Regions from separate parts of the Triticum aestivum genome. Here region 1 is linked to region 2. A link is a contact called in public Hi-C data. All regions are on one chromosome and are shown on one strand. Each heading gives the region's core, a stretch centred on a gene start, on an enhancer-like site or on the middle of the called end of the contact. The rest is flanking DNA. Distances are from core to core; before and after follow the strand shown.

The links. Hi-C and Micro-C count contacts between places; a contact is called where the count stands out from the background.
Region 1: a contact with region 2 is called in a Hi-C map of leaf, with 3 times the contacts expected there. The contact joins two enhancer-like sites. A contact is called at or near these places in 2 of 5 Hi-C or Micro-C datasets (both in leaf).

What each region holds. Positions count from the first base shown.
Region 1 is chr7A:397,917,489-397,921,048 of IWGSC CS RefSeq v2.1, forward strand. No RefSeq gene overlaps it. Among protein-coding and RNA genes, the nearest start is that of LOC123148554, 7.9 kb to the left of the region's middle. Within about 2 kb of position 1,488, at least 3 of the 8 cell types and tissues checked have an H3K27ac peak or open chromatin away from gene starts, as enhancers often do. A contact at or near this core is called in leaf, where this site is marked.
Region 2 is chr7A:397,514,251-397,517,507 of IWGSC CS RefSeq v2.1, forward strand. No RefSeq gene overlaps it. Among protein-coding and RNA genes, the nearest start is that of LOC123147090, 18 kb to the left of the region's middle. Within about 2 kb of position 1,966, at least 8 of the 8 cell types and tissues checked have an H3K27ac peak or open chromatin away from gene starts, as enhancers often do. A contact at or near this core is called in leaf, where this site is marked.

The sequences.
Region 1 (3,560 bases), core at 238-2,737, 400 kb after region 2:
ATCCACTTAAGGTAGGACCGCGGGTTGAATTCTCATAAATAGAGAGACTTTTCTGCAAAATCACTGACGACGTACGACCAGAAGCAATAGCTAGTTTATTAGTAGATAAAGATATGTCACCTCAAAAATTAAAGTAGCGCTTGAAGAGCACCTCCGCAGGAGGAAGGAATAAATTTTGCTAGTATCATTTTCCACCAAGAAAGAAAGGATTAAGGAATTCAAAAGAAGGAGTATATGGCTTGCGCATGGCCCGATGGAGAAGGGAGGAATTTAAAGAAGGAAGGAATTGAAAGAGAATTCAAAAGAAGGAAAGGGATTATATAAGGCTTGCTGCATGGCCCGCGATGAAGGGGGAATTAAAAAGAAGGAAGGAAAGGAATGGGGCAATTCAAAAGAAGGAAAGGGATTATCTAAGGCTTGCGTGGCCCGCTGAAGATAGAGGGATAGCAATCACTCCTGTGTGCGGTGCAGTCTTCGAGCAAATCCAAATAGAGCAAGAGGGAAGGAAAAAAAGACACTCATGAGGAATACTATATTAGAAATATCTTCTTTACCCTTTCTGCATATGGATGTGTAAGATTTTTAAATCCAAATACGGACCAAGTATTCATGATTTTGAGTTGGGGAAAGAGGAAAAGATTCTTGAATCAACTGCACTCCGGATTGAGTCGTACATATAATTTTATATGTTTCACCATTTGATCGCTCTTTCCTTAAATACCGAGCAAGTCATGTGAGTTGTCAAAAGAAAACAAGGTGTCACCGATTCCCAGATAATCATGATGCTATTTAAGATTTATAGTTATACATCTTCATGTGTTGCGAGCTTAGTCCATTGGGGGTTTTTGATGTCGAGTTAAAATAGAGGATGTGGTGGCTGGGATGGGTGGTCATCAATGCTAATCGATTTATGGATTAAAAAAGACTCATGATAAATACTATATTTGAAATATCTTCTTTATTCTTTCTACGTATGGATGTGTAAGATTCTTAAATTTATCGGAATACAGACCAAGTATTCATGGTTTTGAATTGGGGAAAGAGGAAAAGATTTTTGAATTAACTGCACTTCGGATTGAGTCGTACATATAATTTTATGTTTCACCATTTGATCGCTCTCCCCATACGGAGCAAGTCATGTGAGTTGTCAAAATAAAACAAGTGTCACCAGTTCCCAAGGTAATCATGATGTTATTTAAGATTTATAATCATACATCTTCATGTTTTGCGAGTTTAGTCCTGGGTTTTTAATTAAAATAGAGGATGTGGAGGCTGCGAGGGGTGGTCATCAATGCTAATCGGTTTGCGGATTTGGAAAAAAATTCTCCCATTACAGCGCACAAGTATTTGTGGTAGTATGAAAATAATGATGTTAGCATCTCGAGCGAACCTACGCAAGAGGGGGGAAACACGTCGGAAGCCCACGGCTCGAATGGTTGCCTGGAGTTTGAGGGGAGCAAACATGTGTGGTGGTGGGGACACGTGGAGCTGTGTCGGCCTTTCAAACCAGGTGGGAAATTGCTCCACGCTTGTCCGGTCTTTATTGCTGCATGTTTAGTTATGTGTGTCATTTTCCTCCTTAAAGGCCGAGGGGCAAACTTGGCATCAATAGCAATGGAAAGAAAGTAGGTGGACAGAGAAAGGTCTCGAGGCTGCCTCAGCTAGTACTTCCTCTGTTCGAGTTTATTAGACCCCCGACTAAATCACAGGTACCAAGGCAAGATGATTAATTTCCTGGAAATGCAGCCGTTTAATTTCTTGATGCTTCGGAAGCCGGCGCCAGTACACGCGCACAGCGCTGCTGCTACTTTATCCCGGCCTCGTATGCCGCATGGTCCATGCATGCGCCAATAGAAGGAGGACTAGAAGTGCATGCATTGGCTGGCTAGCCATGGCGTTGTGCCAGGAGGAGTACTAGTCGCTCAATGTATAGGAGCTTGTGCATGAAAGCCGATGGAAATTTACTACGCTTCTGAAAATGAAGCATATATCGATGAAGGGGCTTAACAAAAGGGGACGCGCACCTCTGCCCAGAGGCCCAATAAATCCGGACGAAGGGAGTACTGTTTTAAAGTAGCCTCGTGAGCTAGGAGCATCATGCGATGAGACGACCCCTCTTCATCCTCTAGCGCGAATACATGTGGCTACATACATAGCGCGAATACTCCTTTCGTTTCTTTTCACTTTGTATATAAATTTATCATAAATCAAATTTAACCAAAATTTTAGGAAAAAATATGAACAGATCAAAATAAGTGTACCATACACTGACTTTTTCGGAGCACACGATACAAACTAAAATATGTGACTACATGTTTTAGCTATATACACTCGATTTTTTCAGCTAACATCGTGCGTGCACTGCTAAGGAAATGATTTGAACGATGTGACCTGTGGTCTTAATATCTGAACATGGTCGCTTTTTTTAGAAAAGAGAAGCTGACCCGGCTTTAGCAAACTGTAAGCGTTCACAACAAGGATTCAACACAAATAAGAAGGAAAGACATAAGCGAAGTTCGATACAGATACAACCGGGTCATGAGCTCAAAAGCTGAAACATAGAAAAAACAATGGCAGATCAAACGTCACTTCAACCTCCATGATTATTGCCCTCATCCCTAAGGTTGGCCACAGTAGAAGTAACATCACTAGTAACATCACACTTTTTAAGATAATTTTGCTTATGTAGCACATATTTAATGATGAGAGAGGTGATGGTGGTAACTTAGGCTAGTCATAGTGGGAGTAACTTAGGTAATAGCATAGCGCACTTCAAGAGAATTTTGCTTACGTGGCATGTAGTTAATGAGGAGAGAGGTGTTTAGAGTAACATAATATGTTACTGTAATATAGCGTTTCCCGAGAAAAGATGAGTCTACAAGCTAATAAATGAAGCCATCTATGACACTGCTACTATATTACTTTGCACTATGGAGGTTGTAGCTTAGACTAGTGTCATGTGCATGACACTAGTATAAGTTACTCCCCACTATGAGCAGCCTTAGCTAGTTACTGTAACATCACACATACCAAGACACTATGAGTCTATAGACTAATAAATGAAACATAACATGACAACACATATATGTTACTACCCACTGTGAAGGTAGTAACATAGCCTAGTAAAATGTGATGTTACTAGTCTAAGTTACTCCACATTATGACTAGTATAAGAGCCTTGGCATGATGTCGTCGCTTGCTGCAAAGCGCCTCAATTGTTGATGCCTTTGATGTCTTGCTTAATTTTCCAAAACTATAAGAAGATAATCATTTTATAAAGGCCATCACAGGGGTGTTTAATAAAGATGCCCCCAATAAGAGCTTTGTTATGAATTTGCCACAAGGTCCAGGATAATGCAGCAAAAGTAAGCATATTGATATTATGGCGGTCTAATGAATACAAAGTTAAAAAAAGGGATCATCGTTTACTTGACAAAGTATTATGGTGGGCGTGAATTCTCTAAGGCATGGTTACATCTACGCGAGCTGGAAATGGTTAGAATATTGATATTTAGAAGGACGCGTGGACTCCAAATTGTGCTTCTAGAAAAGTTATCACT
Region 2 (3,257 bases), core at 716-3,215:
ACTCTTATGACACTCCCACTACGGAAGGTCCAATACTGGGTGGTAGATCAGGCGGTGACTCGATTTTTTGGATAAGCTCGGTGTGAAGGTTCGGTCCATCCGAAAGTGCATGTCCACACCATAGCTCATATGCATATGAGGTGAGCGGTGAAATCCCAAAAAAGTAAAACAAATTAATTTTTTTGAATCTTTTTATACCAAATATGGTCGTGTGCTCTATCCACATGCACATTTCTGAGAAGAAATGACATCTGTGGTGATCTGGACAAAACAACCAGTTCCCCAAAATGATTTTAAAATGACATTTTCAAAACATCTTTCTTTCCGGAGCATCACAAATGAATTTCTTCACGAAAATTTGTATGTGTAAAAACACTAGATCGAATTTATTACTCTCTCCTATCCATATTAATACTACAAAGTTGTATTAAGTGTGCGTCTATTTTTTTCACCAATACGCCAAGCTGGCGTATCATTGCATTGATAGGTAGACAAATACAAGGGTTGAGGACTCCTAGCTCGTACACAACTAATCTTGCCAGGGGTCCTCATGAGCAGAAAAGGTGTGTGTATATTAATATGGATCGGAGGGAGTACCATTTTTATTAGCTCGGGAGCCAAAATCCATGTCCTACTCCATCAACAATTTTCTGATAAAAGGTCTCCCTGCAGTGATTTTAACTAAAGCAGTAAAATATGGTTAAAGAATAACAAAGCATCGAAGGCAACTTATTTTGGAAGAAGGAATAAATATACACAAAGGAGTGCAGTGATTCGGTGCCCAGGCTCATCTGCACCCGACCAGAAAAAAATTCGAAACAAATACGAGAAAAATTCAAACACATCCATTTTTTTACCCATGGTAGACAATTTATTGCGTGAGGTTCGCTCCATATATTAGCTCATTTGGACATCGGAGTAACTCTAAGTAAAAAAGACAAATCAGGTCAAAACAGTACGTGAACAACAAACTGTTTTATAGACCCCCGAATTTGTCATTTTTGCCGATAGTTTCTCATTTGTCCAAATCATTTGAAAATTGGGTCGGACCTCATGCACCAAATTGTCTACCATGTATAAAAACACTAGATCGAATTTATTACTCCCTCCTATCCATATTAATACTATAAAGTTGTATTAAGTGTGCGTCTATTAATATGGATCAGAGGGAGTACCATTTTTATTAGCTCGGGAGCCAAAATCAATGTCCTGGTCTATCAACAATTTTCTGATAAAAGGTCTCCGTGCAGTGATTTTAACTAAAGCAGTAAAATGTGGTTAAAGAATAACAAAGCATTGAAGGCGGCTTATTTTGGAAGAAAAAAAATGATTTTTTTAATTTTTTTTTACTATTTGTCTTAAATTTTTGATTCAACACGGGTGTAGATGAACCCGAGCTCAGAAAAGGATTCTCGTACACAAAGCTTTTATACTACTACTAAAAATGCTTCCGACAAAAGAAAACAAAACTGTGTACAACATGATGTGTGGGCTGGGCCGGCCACTCCAACGGCTAGATAGGGAGAGGTGTCCAGATGATGCGAACGGAGGACAGAAACTTTCGACACCATCCACCTATACTAGCAGCTGGATACCATACCACGCTCTCTCAACCACAGCTTCCCTCTCCCTGCAGCGACAGCAAAGAAGCGTACAGGTCCAGGCTTTAAAAAGACCCCCTCCTTTCGCAGCAACTCACTCCCCGACATATCGCGCCTCCCTCTCCACGACACGCTTCCCAGTCTCCCCGCCCTCTGGCCTTGCCGACACGAAACGATCCACAATCCACACGAGATAAATCGCGAGAGACTGCGGCGCTAAGCACGAGACGGGCCGGGCGAGTGGTGGTTGGTCCCCACGCAAAGGACGTCGTCGTCCTCGGCCCACGTTCCTCGGCCCCACCCAGGGCGTGCGGACGGTTCTGCCCCTGCGCTCCTTGCAGTTCGTTGGCCCAGGGGCAGTCCCGTCACTCCGCCGGAGTGTACGTCCGGCCCTGTCACGTCGTGCTCTCTCTCCTCCTGCTGCCTCTGCTCTGCGCAAGAGAGAGAGTGTGTGACAGCGACCGATGGAGAGAGATGGGTGGGAAGAAAAAGAGGAGAGGGAAAGGGATGGGGATGGGGTGCAACGTCACAAGTGATTCGGTTCACTGCTCCCGCGGCAGGTCCGTGCCCCCGTACGCGGCATGTTGCTAAGCTATGGGTACACCAGGTTCGACCTCTACACGTTGGACCTCCCGCGGTGGAAATGTCATGCCTATTTCGATGCAATTATGAAAGGTGTTTAGATAAGGTGCTAACATAAAAAGCCTTAGTTTCTTAAGAGCAATTATTAATAATATAGTCAGCACTTTGGAAAAAATAGCCGACCGCTGGCTGTATAATTAGTGAAATATTTTTCACTTTCTTTCTTTTTGCTAAACTCATCTTACCTACTCCCTCCTTCCATCTATATAGGGCCTAATACGTTTTTCAAGGCTAGCTTTGACCAAATATTAGAGCAATAATATATGACATGCAACTTACACAAAGTACATTGTCAAATTCGTATGTGAAAGGAGTTTTCAATGATATAATTTTCACATTATGCATGTCATGTATTATTAATCTTGTCAATAGTCAAAGGATGTCTTAAAAACGCATTAGGCCCTATATAGATGGAAGGAGGGAGTAGGAGTATGTGTAGAGATTGACTATTGCATAAGAGCTCACTTCCCTTTTTTGACTGCCTCTCTTTTTCGAATAGGCAAAACTGCCATGTAAACTGGCTTATAACCCATTATTGTAATTGTTGTAATCTTCTTTTGTTTAATTGTTTAACAGACAAACTTTTCATGCATAATTATTTTGTCTAGGTTCGCATGTTTGACATCATTTCTTTTTGGATAATCATAGTGCTCTCTCTCCTGTTTAATTGTTTTGCCATGTCGTTTTTAGCCTATATGGTATTTTTACCATATGTACACACTAGAATAGCTAGAAAGAGCCTAAGAGTGCCATACATTGTCATCTAAGTAGAAATGTGATGTAGCATTGTAATTAATAATATGAGAGAGCGTTATAACACATATTAGGGAAACTTTCCATGCATAATTGTCTAAACTTTCCTTTGTTTAATTGTTTAGCCATCAAACTTTTCACGCATAATTCTTTTGTCCAGATTCGCATGTTTGGCATCATTTCTTTCTGGGTCATTATAGTGCCCTCTCTCTCATGTTTAATTGTTTTGTCATGTTTTTTTTGCCTATACGGTATTCTTAC